Regions from separate parts of the Mus musculus genome. Here region 2 is linked to region 1. Evidence: chromatin contacts called from public Hi-C data. All regions are on one chromosome and are shown on one strand. The core of a region is the stretch at or near the end of the contact, and the rest is flanking DNA. Distances in the headings are between cores, read along the strand shown.

The links. Hi-C and Micro-C count contacts between places; a contact is called where the count stands out from the background.
Region 2: a contact with region 1 is called in a Hi-C map of cerebellum, with 2.3 times the contacts expected there. The contact joins two enhancer-like sites. A contact is called at or near these places in 3 of 39 promoter capture datasets (the 3T3-L1 cell line and liver), 1 of 15 datasets of contacts at CTCF or cohesin (the NIH/3T3 cell line), 1 of 484 Hi-C or Micro-C datasets (cerebellum), 5 of 115 datasets of contacts at active chromatin or transcription factors (the NIH/3T3 cell line, differentiating embryonic stem cells, embryonic hindbrain and 2 more) and 1 of 9 other capture datasets (pancreatic islet).

The regions. Positions count from the first base shown.
Region 1 is chr1:120,605,424-120,608,660 of GRCm38.p6, forward strand. It overlaps En1 (engrailed 1), which reads left to right. Exons shown (of 2, transcript NM_010133.2): 2 at 1,450-2,568. The coding sequence ends at 1,766. It overlaps Gm34352 (a long non-coding RNA gene), which reads right to left. Exons shown (of 5, transcript XR_387333.2): 5 at 2,988-3,237. Among named protein-coding and RNA genes, the nearest start is that of En1, 4.6 kb to the left of the region's middle. Within about 2 kb of position 1,783, at least 14 of the 459 cell types and tissues checked have an H3K27ac peak or open chromatin away from gene starts, as enhancers often do. A contact at or near this core is called in cerebellum, where this site is marked.
Region 2 is chr1:120,920,092-120,923,328 of GRCm38.p6, forward strand. No RefSeq gene overlaps it. Among named protein-coding and RNA genes, the nearest start is that of Gm34641, 36 kb to the right of the region's middle. Within about 2 kb of position 1,665, at least 1 of the 459 cell types and tissues checked has an H3K27ac peak or open chromatin away from gene starts, as enhancers often do. A contact at or near this core is called in cerebellum, where this site is marked.

The DNA.
Region 1 (3,237 bases), core at 533-3,032:
ACGTGATTCCTACAGCCAGTAAGGCCTGGACTCCTCCTCCACACACAGCTACTGACCCTAGGTGCTGGTCGGCTGCTCCATCCAGTTACTCAATTTTTCCAGTAACTAGGTTTGCACATGCCAGCAAAGACCCCTCTCTCAGATAGTTTTAGGTAATAACAGACAGGTCAGGAACGGCCTCCATAGCTATCACTGAGGCCAGCAGTGCCCACATCCCAGCAAGAGTGCCACGAAGCAGGTTTCAACCCTCCAGCCAAGGTCCAGCCTAGTTCTCTCTCCTTGGCTGGACCCCCATACCCACCTTCCACATTAGCATTTGAGAGAGGCCTCATTCTCTTGGAGAATGGCCTTCCTACACCCCATCTTGGGGTAATAGCACAGGTCCCCCCCGCTGTGATTGTTTCTTTCACCAGCATCTCTTGGTCCTTGTTTTGCTTCTGGGTGGGGACAGCAAGGGAAGGGTTATCACCAGCCATGGGCTTCCCAATTTGTTTGTGTTACTTCAAGACTTTTGCACCCTGAAATTATGCAGGCAGGTTTAGAAAAGAGATAAGAGAACCTCCTCCCCCGCCCCACACCATGGAGAGGAGTCCTAAGGGTCCTTCTTTTTTTTCTTTCTGACATCAACCAAGAAGCTAAATAGAATGTCCCAGGCTTAAACTCATAGACCAGGGGCAGCAGTCCTAATAGGAATGGGCAGGCAGTGTCCTGCTTCGCTACTGAAAGAGCTTCCCTCAGGTCGAACAGAAAGAAAAGAAGGCAGAAAGGGATTCCTGATTCTCTGGAGTTGGGTGATTTCAGCTTCCCTGTTCTCTCTGAGGTCAATGTTGAAAATCAGGTAGGCTTCTCTCTCTCTCTCTCTCTCTCTCTCTCTCTCTCTCTCTCTCTCTCTCTCTGTGTGTGTGTGTGTGTGTGTGTGTGTAGCTTCCCAAGAATAAAGTGAGAACCAAAGTAGATCAGAGATCAGCCATTCTTCCCAGGGCCTGACCTTACTGATGTATTTATTCCAGGGCTAAGAAGACATTCTGGTTCAGTGATACCCTAAGTCTAGGTTATACCTTGGGACTCCAAGAACTCACTGTATCTTTAATTGCTCCCCCAGCCCTATTTTGTTGTTGTTGTTGGCCTTCTGGGCTGGACAGTACTGGGAGCTAGGTCTGTTCTCCATCTTTCTTGAATCGGGTGGCCCCTGCAGTCCCTGCCAGTGTGCTTGTTTGGTTTCCGAGTCCCTCCTGCAGAGGGGGGCCTAGAGATCTCAATGGTGTAGAGAGGGGCTCTTTGATGGAGATAGCGGACCCAGCAGCTGGCCTCTACAATCGCCCCGGAAACTCGGGATCCCCGCCCGCGGTGTACTCCACACAATTTTCTCAAGGCTTACTCTGCCCTCTCCCCCTCCCTCTGTTCCTGACCCCCTTCCTCCCCTCCCTGGCCCTGTCCTCCCCGCTGCAGGTCCACGCACCAGGAAGCTAAAGAAGAAAAAGAACGAGAAGGAAGACAAGCGGCCGCGGACGGCGTTCACGGCCGAGCAGCTGCAGAGACTCAAGGCGGAGTTCCAGGCAAACCGCTATATCACGGAGCAGCGGCGACAGACCCTCGCCCAGGAGCTCAGCCTGAATGAGTCCCAGATCAAGATCTGGTTCCAAAACAAGCGTGCCAAGATCAAGAAAGCCACCGGCATCAAGAACGGCCTGGCGCTGCACCTCATGGCCCAGGGACTGTACAACCACTCTACCACCACGGTTCAGGACAAAGACGAGAGCGAGTAGCTGTGGCCAGCTCCGGGGCCCGCGGTCCAACGGCGCCCGTGCCACCTCCAGGCTCCTCGGGGCTGCCGCTTCACCAGCCCCACGCAGAGACGATCGCTATGGAGGGAGGCATCAATCAGGGCGACAGAGAAAGCGAGCAAGAGAAAGCAATCCTCCGAGTGGACATTCACATAGGAACAAAACGGTTTTTGAAACGGGAGTAAGACTCGGACAGGTGCTATGGGGGAAAAATAAACATCTATTCTCTAACTCACTGTATAAGATGAAACTGCGAATTCCTTAAAGCTCTATCTAGCCAAACTGCTTTCGACCGTGTATATATTTAATTTCAGGTAAGGAAAACAAATATGTGTAGCGATCTCTATTTGCTGGACATTTTTATTAATCTCATTTATTATTGTTATAATTATTATAATTATTATAATTATTTTTCCCCTCCTCCCTACCTTGCTGCACCCCCCCCCCCCAGCCCAGTTTCGTTTTCGTTGCTCTTTTCCTTTGAATGTTTTTGCTTCTCTGGGTACCTCCTGCACCCCCAACGCTGGCCCTGGTTTCTCTGGGACTTTTCTTTGTGTGAGTGTGAGTGTGTTTCCTTGTGTGTCTGCCCCTCGCCTCTTCTCTACCCACCCAGGATTCTTCTATTGGTCTTGTCTATCCCTCCCGTAAATCCCCTTCCTTTTCTGGAGACTCCTTGAGAAATACAACCCCACAGACTGCGAGACTGAACCGCCGCTACAAGCCAAAGATTTTATTATGTTCAGAAACCTGTAGTCTGAAATAAAATGTTCACTGTGTTCATGAGTTGCTGACTGCCCTCTTCTTTGTGGGATGAGAAAGAGCCCATCCAGGTACTGTGTGGCGACCACCCTGGCTGTACAGGGTGGGAGCAAAACCCTGGGAAGCTCAGCTATGACTGTAATCATCACTGCTCAACAAATGTTAGTGTGAAAGGGAGTGTATGGCACAGGCTGTCCAGGTTTGCTTTGGTCTGGAGGATATGCCGAGTCCCTGAATGTATTCTAGGCGACCCCAATGTCAGAAAGTCCAGTCCTTCACTGCCCTTCCCCCAAAGGCTCCAGCTGGCTGCTTAAGCTTGTTCAGGCTCAGCCAACTGAGTCCTCTTGTTCAACCTGCTTCCATGAACAAAACTATACCTCTAGGTCTTTTTTTTTTTTTTTTTTTTTTTTTTTTTTTTTTTTTTTTGTGAAAGTCTAAGACTAGAGGCCTTACCAGGGCCTGCAATGGTGGCAGACTGTTTGCAAAGCTGCCCAGCTTTGGCCCAGAGTCTCTTCACCTCTTCCTTTGGGCATGGGATTCCCCTCCGCAGGTAGCTAGTCTGATTTGATGCTCGCAGGGCTTCACTGTGTAATAGTCTCCTCATACTACAAAGAGGAGGCCCGTCTGTGTGAAAAGCTGTATCTAGTGATCCTGTTCAGGGGGTCTGGAAGCCCCCAAACAGCCAGAGGCCTAC
Region 2 (3,237 bases), core at 415-2,914, 310 kb after region 1:
GCCATAGACTGGTGCTCTGAAGAACACAATACTCCACAGTAAAAGTGAGGCTCAAACACCATGGTTGCAGCCAATATACTGTTGGGATGTAGAATAGAACACATTTTTTTTAAAACATACAACACACACACATACATACACACATACAGAGAGACAGAAACAGAGAGACACAGAGACACACACAGAGAGAAACCAGCCCATAGCTAACCAGTGATCCATTTAGTTTGCTGGTCTGGTCCATTCTGCTTCCTTCAGGATGATGTATAGAATTCCTCTAAGACATACCTTTTGTCTTGGCATCTCCTTGTAACATCAGATATGTAGAACCACGCCCCCCCACCGTCTGCTGGGTCCATGTTCACACAACAACAGGGAAGGTTCAGACACATCTAACCTCAGCCAGCGTTAACTAGTGACTCCTTGACTTTCTAACATGCCTTCAATATTTAGGAAAAAGCAATTTTTTTCTTTTCTTTGTTGCTTTTTTTTTCTGAATTATACAGACTTGAGAAACAACTCGTCGTGCCAGGGAGATAGCTCAGTCTATAAAGCGCTTGCCATACAACCACTAAACTCTGGTGAAAACCAGAGGTCAGAATTCCAGCACCCACATAAAACGTGGACTGTGGAGCATGCTTATAACCATGGGTTTTTCCACCCAAACCCCAGCTCCCAAATAATGACTTGTAGGCTATTATTTATTAATAATAGGCCTTAACTAGGCTTGTTACCCAACTAGCTCATAACTCAACCTGTTTAAACTATTCTGTCTGCCACATGGCCAGTTTTATACATCTGGCTTTCTCTAATTCCAGGTCACAAATCTCTCTTCCCATGCCTGTTTATCTCCCAGAGTTTCACTCTCCCTGCTGGATATCCCACCTTCTATTCCACCCTTTCCTAAAGGGCCAGAGTGTTTTTATTGGCAGGAAATGCTTCCACATAGTACAAAAGAGATTATCCCTACAGGTTCTCAGTACTGGGGAGGTGGAGCTTGCAGACCTGTTAGGTTAGCAGAATTGGTGAGCTCCGGCATCAGTATAAGACTCTGTCTAAAAGAAGATCTCGGGGGAGGTGGGGAAGGGGTAACATAATCGATATCTATTGTCTAAAAGAACATTGAAATAAAAAAGTTAAAGAAAATAAGGTGAAGAGGAATTGAAGAAGATACCTGACATCAACCTTTGGCTTATACACACACTCACACACACACACACACACACACAAACACACACCTAACCTCTAAAGCTTCTAGAATATGATTTATTAACCTTGGGGTCACAGGAACTTTCTGTGAAGCTTTGTAAAGCATCCTGCCACATCTATCTGTCTATCTATCTATCTATCTATCTATCTATCTATCTATCTATCTATCTACCTACCTACCTACCTACCTATCTATCTATCTATCTATCTATCTATCTATCTATCTATCTATCTATCTATCCATCTATTTGTCATTTCTTGACTAAGCTGGCCCTTCCAACTTTAAGGAGAGCAGCCAAGTGTCAAATCTGGCTTTCTCCAAGTCTTGCTTACAGAAGGCCAGTGACGGGCAATGCTGACCTTGAGCCAAATGCAGAAGGCAGCTGCAGATGGTGCTGCAGAGAGATAGTGTGTGGATGGTGCCTCCTGCTAATCATAGACACCCAGGCCCAGCCAAGCCACCGGACTCCTGGCTGGGAGTCAAGGCCCAGCCTTCCCCCATGTGGGACTGTGTCCAGGTACCTTAGGATACTGTCTGGCAACCTGTTCCCTCAGCGTGAGGTGCCTCTCTCCTGGCCTTGGAGCCAGTCATCACCTGAGGGAAGAATGCCTGTCAGAATTAAGGTCTAAGTGTCTGCCTCTTTACAGCCTTCGGAATAATTCATTTTCTGCTTTTAGGACTGCTTTCTGACATGTTGTAGGGGTATGATTTGTCTGTTACCAGAGTCTCTGAAACTCAGTTTCACAGTTTCCCACTGGAGACACATGTGTTTGTGGTTTAACTTGTCCAACATTCATGAACCCCTTCTGAATACAGCACCCAAGTTCTTTTTTCTATTTTTAGCTGACCCATGGTGATCTGAGAAGAACCCTAACTCCAGGTAAGGAAAGATCAAAGAGTGATGTAGAGGATGCTTGTGCATTGTTGGTTAAGTGTATTCTCAAGCCTGGGAATAAATATCTTCATCTTAATGAAATTCATGAAACAAATACATTTTCTAATTTTTTATGCTATTTGTTATATAGGAGTTTAATTTATTTTTATTCAACCCACATCCAAAAGTCTTTCTGAATTCATTTGTTAATTCAGACAGTTTCTTGGCAAATGCTCTTGCATTTTCTATACACCAAAGTATAGCCACTTCAAACACGGGCCAGCTTTATGTTTTCTTCTTTTGTAATTTGTTTATTATTATTTTTTTTATTTCTTGTCTTGAAAACAATTGTAAATAAATCAATAAATGCTGGATATTATTAAGTACCTGTTTACCACTATTTGGAGAGTGATGTTCTTTACTCCTTAATTTTATTAATGTGATGAACTAAATTAATGTTTATTTTTATTTATTCATATGTGGACATACATGGCACATGTGTCCAGCTACCTGATGAGGCCAGAAGAGGGTTTTGGATACCCCCTAAAGCTATAGTTATAGGTGTCTATGAGTTGCTACATAGGAACTGGGAACCAAAGTCAAGTGCTCTGGCTAAGAAGTAAGTGGTGTTAGGCACTGAGCAATCTTTCCAGTTCCAATTTATATTAAGTTTTGAAAACTTTTTCTGAGAAGTTACAATTTCATATGCTCTTAGTTTTACTTATAAAGTGTTTAAAATTCTGCCATTAATGTTCTTGAAAGGTAGTGACCTGTAATGTTTGGCCAGGCTTTACTATTAAAGTTATAGTGACTGCATAAAATGTGTTTAGAAGTTGTATTAGATATATGTCTGATTGCTGGAACAAAGTTTTGACAAAAGCAACTGGTTTTTGGTTCCTAGTTTGGTTCCTAGTTTTTGGTTCCTTTGTTGGTTCCTAGTTTGAGGGTTCTGTGGGGAGAGAGAGCAGCCAGCATGAGGCAGCTGGTCACATGATGTCTGCAGTCAAGAAGCAGAGAGAGAGAGAGATGGTGCTCGGCTTAGGGAATAGTTCTGCCCACAGTTAGACTGGATCTTCCCATCCCAGTAACCTAGTCTAGACAGTCCCTCACAACCATGTTCTTTGTCAGTGAGCAATCTTCCCAGTCCCTTGTTGGT